2 separate regions of the Mus musculus genome follow, and region 2 is linked to region 1. Evidence: chromatin contacts called from public Hi-C data. All regions are on one chromosome and are shown on one strand. Each heading gives the region's core, a stretch centred on a gene start, on an enhancer-like site or on the middle of the called end of the contact. The rest is flanking DNA. Distances are from core to core; before and after follow the strand shown. Region 1 has its middle 34 kb from the start of Cplx1. Region 2 holds the start of Idua (iduronidase, alpha-L).

Region 1 (2,700 bases), core at 29-2,528:
AGGGTTGAAAGATGGATTCCTGGGGTCCAGAAGACCTTCACCCGCACAACTATTACTGGTCTTCTGAAATATCCAACATTTCTTGCTGCTTCCATCGGTTCCCTCGCACCTCATTTTACCTAGTCTTTGTTCAAAGTCACCTTGGGGAAAAAGGAAGGGAACAGGTCCCGGTCAGCAAGGAGCCTTAGTTTGTGGCGAGTACAATAGGAACCCTAGGGAAAGCAATGTTGGTTGGTATAGGACCCGGTCCAGTGAACATCTCCACTGGCTTTTCTGCCTCTGACTCCACTTCCAGCACTTCCCGTTTATGAGGAGGAAAGACCAGGACAGGTTGGTTGGCATCTCAGTTGTAACTGCTAAAGGACAAGACCTACCTCACACCTCTAAAGGGTCAGACTGAGACACATTTAATTTGGTTTAGAAAAGAGAGAAGAAAAAGAAAGAGAGAGAGAGAGAAGAGAAAGCTCTGTTCATGGCCTCTAGAGAAGCCAGTGACCACTTAGCTCATGCTGTTGGGGAATGGGGAGGATAAGAACACCTCCTGAAGGAGAGGTGAGGTTAGAGAAGGGATAAAGGGAAGATGTGGCCTTGGGGGGTTGGGGGTTGGGGCGGGAACATGTGGCAAGTAAGCAGGAATGGGAAGAACAGAGGCCTCTCCCCAGGAGAGTTGAGGAGGTCAGAGGAGGTTTTCTAGGCAATCGAGTCTTTCTAGCTTTGATTGGGCAGGATCTGCATGTGATCATCTTGGAAACAATCCTGGGGGGTGTGGGGAGGAGTGGCAAGCGATGATTGGCTCAGACCTCTTCTGCAATTCCCACATAGTACTCCTTGCACCTCACACCCTTTCACCTGTGGCAGGTTTTAACTGGGCTTGGTCACAGGTACCCCTCATCCACCCTGGAAGGAGTCCTACCATGTCTCCCACCGCCCCTCCTTCCCATCCCCTTTCAAAACTGATCTGAAGTAGACTGAAGACCTGAGAGCAGCCAGTGTTCAAAATATGTGGACAGATGGCCCAGACCCAGGGGTCCTTGGCCCTGCTGGGTATGTCCTGGACAGTAGGATTTGTCTAGCTGCGGATTAGCAGGGATAGACAAAATGGTCCTTAATTGCTGGTCTTTTTAGTTTTTCGAGAATGCCTTGATGGTTAGGTAGCTTATGATTCAAAACAGCTCTGCTTCTCTGGGTAGGTCTTACCGAGTGGAGCACAGATCAGAGCCTGACTATTGGGCCTGGCTGCCTGCAGACACCAAGGAGAAACTAGCCAGAGACTGGAAAGCTGCCAAAGTGTTCAGGATATGCCAACATCCAAAAGGTTGAGAGACCTCCAGTGTTTGGGGCTAGGCTGGCTTGGAATACTCATACCCTACACACACACACACACACACACACACACACACACACACACACACACATACACACAGGTACAGGGAGAGTGGTGGCAGGAAGGAGGGAGAGAATGGCTCCTGCCTCCTATCTTCTTGGTTTATGTGTCACCTCCTCTGACAGCCACCACACCACTTACGAGTATCATCAGTTCCTGATCCCGCTGTTCAGCACCCATTTCCCTTCAGACAGAAGTCACCAGTCACAGTAAGTATTTAACACCTCTCCCATCACATACGCACATGCACACACACAAAACTACAGGAGAAGGGACCTCAATTATTCCAGGCCCGAGATGATACTAGAACATAATTCACCAGGATCTGACCCATCATTCCTTGGGTGGCCAACTGATCAAGTTCTCCAGCAGCTAAAACATTCAGGTCATTGTTTAAGTTCAAAAGGAATGCAGACTGGGCTGTGAGGTAGGTAGGACACTGGATGACAGATGGGTAGACTAATGGGTGTCCCTATATGAGCATCCATGCTGGGTGACAGCATGTAGCAAAGACCCAGAGATTTGGGTCTTAGGTACACCTCCAGGAAAAGGAAGTAGCTGCCACCCCAGCAAGTGAACTGTTATCTGGGTCATTCAGTGGTGCCTGGAGGTAGGTGTACAGAGGCAGTTGCAAGGGTGTCACAGGATTTTCTCTGTCCAATTACATTAGTGAAGAGGCCTGTGATTGAACGGGGGGTGGGGGGTGGTGGTGGGTGGGCGGGGCTAAGAGTTGCAGAGACAGAGAGTCTCTCAGAAGGAAGATGGCTACGGACATGTACCCACGTGGCATTTTTCAACCACAAGTAGCTATGATTTCACAAGGTTAGAAATATTGGGACACTTGACCCCTGAACTCACCCGCCCCTTCCTTTTCCTCTTCCGGGGACGTTGCTCAGAGGCACTCAGGATGGTCCAGCGTTTGACATACCGCCGTAGGCTTTCCTACAACACAGCCTCTAACAAAACTAGGCTGTCTCGAACCCTTGGCAACAGGATTGTTTACCTCTACACCAAGAAGGTTGGGAAAGCACCTAAATCCGCATGTGGCGTGTGCCCAGGCAGACTGCGAGGGGTTCGTGCTGTGCGGCCCAAAGTCCTTATGAGACTGTCTAAGACACAGAAGCACGTCAGCAGGGCCTATGGTGGGTCCATGTGTGCCAAGTGTGTCTGTGACAGGATCAAGCAGGCTTTCCTTATTGAGGAGCAGAAAATCGTTGTGAAAGTGTTGAAGGCACAAGCACAGAGTCAGAAAGCAAAATAGATATGCACATTTTTTAAGTAATAAAAATCAAGACTTGAAAAAAAAAGAAATATTG
Region 2 (2,700 bases), core at 194-2,693, 140 kb after region 1:
ACCCCAGACACCTCATTCTTAGAAAGAGACAAAAGTTTTCCATGGGATGCTCTGCTTGAAGGATGCTAGGAGAAAAGCGGATGACTAAGTAATGACCTAACAGGAATCTTCCCAGGCTCTCAATTTTCTCCACCTCAAAAGGTCTTGCCAGCTGCCTTCCCTGTAGGCTGAGACCGTCTTATGTTCCTGCAGGTGGAAGGCTCCTGCCCATACCCTTGTGAGGACAGCTACAACAACGCTGCTTAGAAGGGGCTCTGCACCCTCTTCTGGGTAACAGAACCTTGGGCTGCTATACATGAGGAGTTTGCTTAGGTTTCCTGATTCCACAGACCTAGGCTCAGGGGTCAAATCTGTGAGGGGTTCCTTGGATTCAAATCCTACTTTCATTATCTCTCAGTTCTGCAGAGATCCTAGGTCTAGCCTCCTATCTGTGGGTTTGCCTCCACTACCTTTACCTTCCCAGAATAGACTTAGACTTCAAACTATGCCTTCTATGACTTTCAGCCATAAAGTGAGTCAGAGGACCATCCTGCCTAGGCCACCTTTGTACGGCCTGGGGCATAGCTTCAGATATGCAGCTAAGTCAGTGTATACCTCACAGCCTCCATCTCAGTGGGACTCTGATATTTTAAGAGGGCAGATAGGACAGAGAAAAACAGGTGACCACTCCTATGTCACTACTAGCCCTGAGATCCCATGACAACCTTGCCATCCTCACTAGCAGAAGACACGCCTCTGTGAGGAGCTATGGCCTCAGTGATCCTGCCCAGAGCACACTAGTGTTCCCCAAATAGGGCAGGTTCATTGCTCCCACCTTCGGACCCTGGTCAGGTGACACTGTCAAAGGCCCAGATGTCCCCCACAGATTTGGGTCTCAGCTTCTTGTGAAGCTGCCTCTTCACAAGAGTAAGAATAAAAAGAGGGGCAGTCATGGAATTACCTGGAGAGCTGAGAAAGAGGTGCCATCCTCTGTCCTGCCCAGCCGGCTTGGCAGCTGGGTGGGAGCTGTGCTGGGACATGCCACAACTGTAAAGAAGGCTGGGCCTAGCTCTCCAAGCAGTTGAGCCTGAACAGAGCAGCATTAAATCCCTCTGTGCATCAGCATGCACTCGGGACAAGAATGCCCAGGACCCACAGCCAGCCACTCCTGCTGCCCCAGTCACTGACACGGGTCACTAGTGGGAGCCCCATTGCCCCAAGTCTCAGTCTTACCTTCATATCTCTATGCCCAGGCCCAACAACTGCCTCAGCACACACCTTGCCTCTTACAGCGCCTTTGCATTACAACAACAGCACTGCACTATGGCGACTCGGTCTCCACCTCCCACTAGGAAATCCTGAGATCTCAGGTCAAGAGAGGCCAGACCCAGGGTACCCCTCCTTCCTGACCTTAAAAGCAGGGTGTCACCTCCATAGGAAAGTCCTACTCAAACCAGAGTCTGTCTCTGTGCCCACCCACTGCCAAGAGGGACAGGTCTCAAAGGTCAGGGCAGTGTCCCGGGAAGGAGGGCATCGGCTCCTGGGAGCGGCCTTAGGACGCGGGGTGGACTCTCACCATCGCACAGGAAGCCAGCCAGTCCCCAGATGAAGTCCGAGCAGAGGTGGCAGAAGGTAGGCTTGGTGAGTGTCACCTTGCGAAAGCTGTGGCCAGGTGCTGCGGAGCCAATAGCTCTGCTAGTCCGCTCCGGCCCTGACCCCGGGCGTGTGCGGCCCGAGATGCCCAGCACTGGACTGCCGGCCGGGCTGCCAAGACGTGGGGAACCACTGCCCGGCCAGGTCCGGGCACCGGGCTCGGCTGCCGCCGCCATCCACAACCCGAGCGCCCCAGCTCCAAGCGCACGATAAAGCCAGGTCCGCGGTGTAGAGAGGGCCCTCGGCAGAGCCCGCTCCCGGCTTCCGACTGCGCTACCTAACGCGCAGGCTCACGTGGGCGGGGCCAGACTGGAGAGGGCCTCCTGAGGGGCGGTGCCGTCCTGCCAAAGGCGGGGCCTCTGGACTAGACAGAGGGGCATGGTGGCCCAAGAGGATTTGTTCTGACCTCCAGCGCCAGATTCTCCACACAGGATACTAGATATATGAGGCCTTTGCTCGTATAAGCATAGGAGAAGCTATATGGAAACATTCAGTGGGACTTCCACAAGCTCCTTTAACCCCTAATTCTACGCGCGCGCGCGCGCGCGCACACACACACACACACACACCCTCACACACACCATGGCAAAACTTTCTCCCACTGTGTTCCCAGGTCTTTGAGTACCTGCATGCAAGGGAAGGCCATCCACAGTAACCATAGCTTTGTGTTGTCCAGACAATGCCTATGACTTTGGACCTAGGAGTCATTCTGCCTCTATTGTCAGCAGCCCTCAAGGGCCCTGCTTCTATAGGCCGACTCTGTTTTGGAGTTGGGGAAACACTACTGGAATGGTGATCCAAAAAGTTCCTGGCCTCTAGCCTATTCCCAGTAGCCACAGAGTGCATCAAGGGAAGGAAACAGCGACGAGAGAGCTCTGTGTGTATGAGGACATCCTGGTCTATCTAGTGAGTTCTAGGATAACTGAGGCTATGTAGAGAGGCTCTGTCTTTTAAAAAAATATATATTTATTTTATTTTATCAGTATGATTGATTTGCTTACATTTTGTCTGTGCCTGGTGTCAGAGGAGGTCAGAATAGAAAACTGGATTTCCTGGAACTGGAGTTAC

What was found. A called contact is a pair of places that touch in the nucleus more often than the background predicts.
Region 2: a Hi-C map of cerebellar granule neurons shows a contact between it and region 1, with 2.5 times the contacts expected there. The contact joins the promoter of Idua here to the enhancer-like site in region 1. A contact is called at or near these places in 5 of 39 promoter capture datasets (the 3T3-L1 cell line, embryonic stem cells, hematopoietic stem and progenitor cells and 1 more), 3 of 484 Hi-C or Micro-C datasets (cerebellar granule neurons and embryonic stem cells), 1 of 115 datasets of contacts at active chromatin or transcription factors (embryonic stem cells) and 4 of 9 other capture datasets (adipose tissue, embryonic stem cells, liver and 1 more).

Annotation. Positions count from the first base shown.
Region 1 is chr5:108,514,888-108,517,587 of GRCm38.p6, forward strand. It overlaps the pseudogene Gm10086. Among named protein-coding and RNA genes, the nearest start is that of Cplx1, 34 kb to the right of the region's middle. Within about 2 kb of position 1,279, at least 5 of the 459 cell types and tissues checked have an H3K27ac peak or open chromatin away from gene starts, as enhancers often do. A contact at or near this core is called in cerebellar granule neurons, where this site is marked.
Region 2 is chr5:108,658,888-108,661,587 of GRCm38.p6, forward strand. It overlaps Idua (iduronidase, alpha-L), which reads left to right and starts at 1,444. Exons shown (of 15, transcript NM_008325.4): 1 at 1,444-1,611. It overlaps Dgkq (diacylglycerol kinase, theta), which reads right to left and starts at 1,943. Exons shown (of 23, transcript NM_199011.2): 1 at 1,556-1,943. The coding sequence starts at 1,808.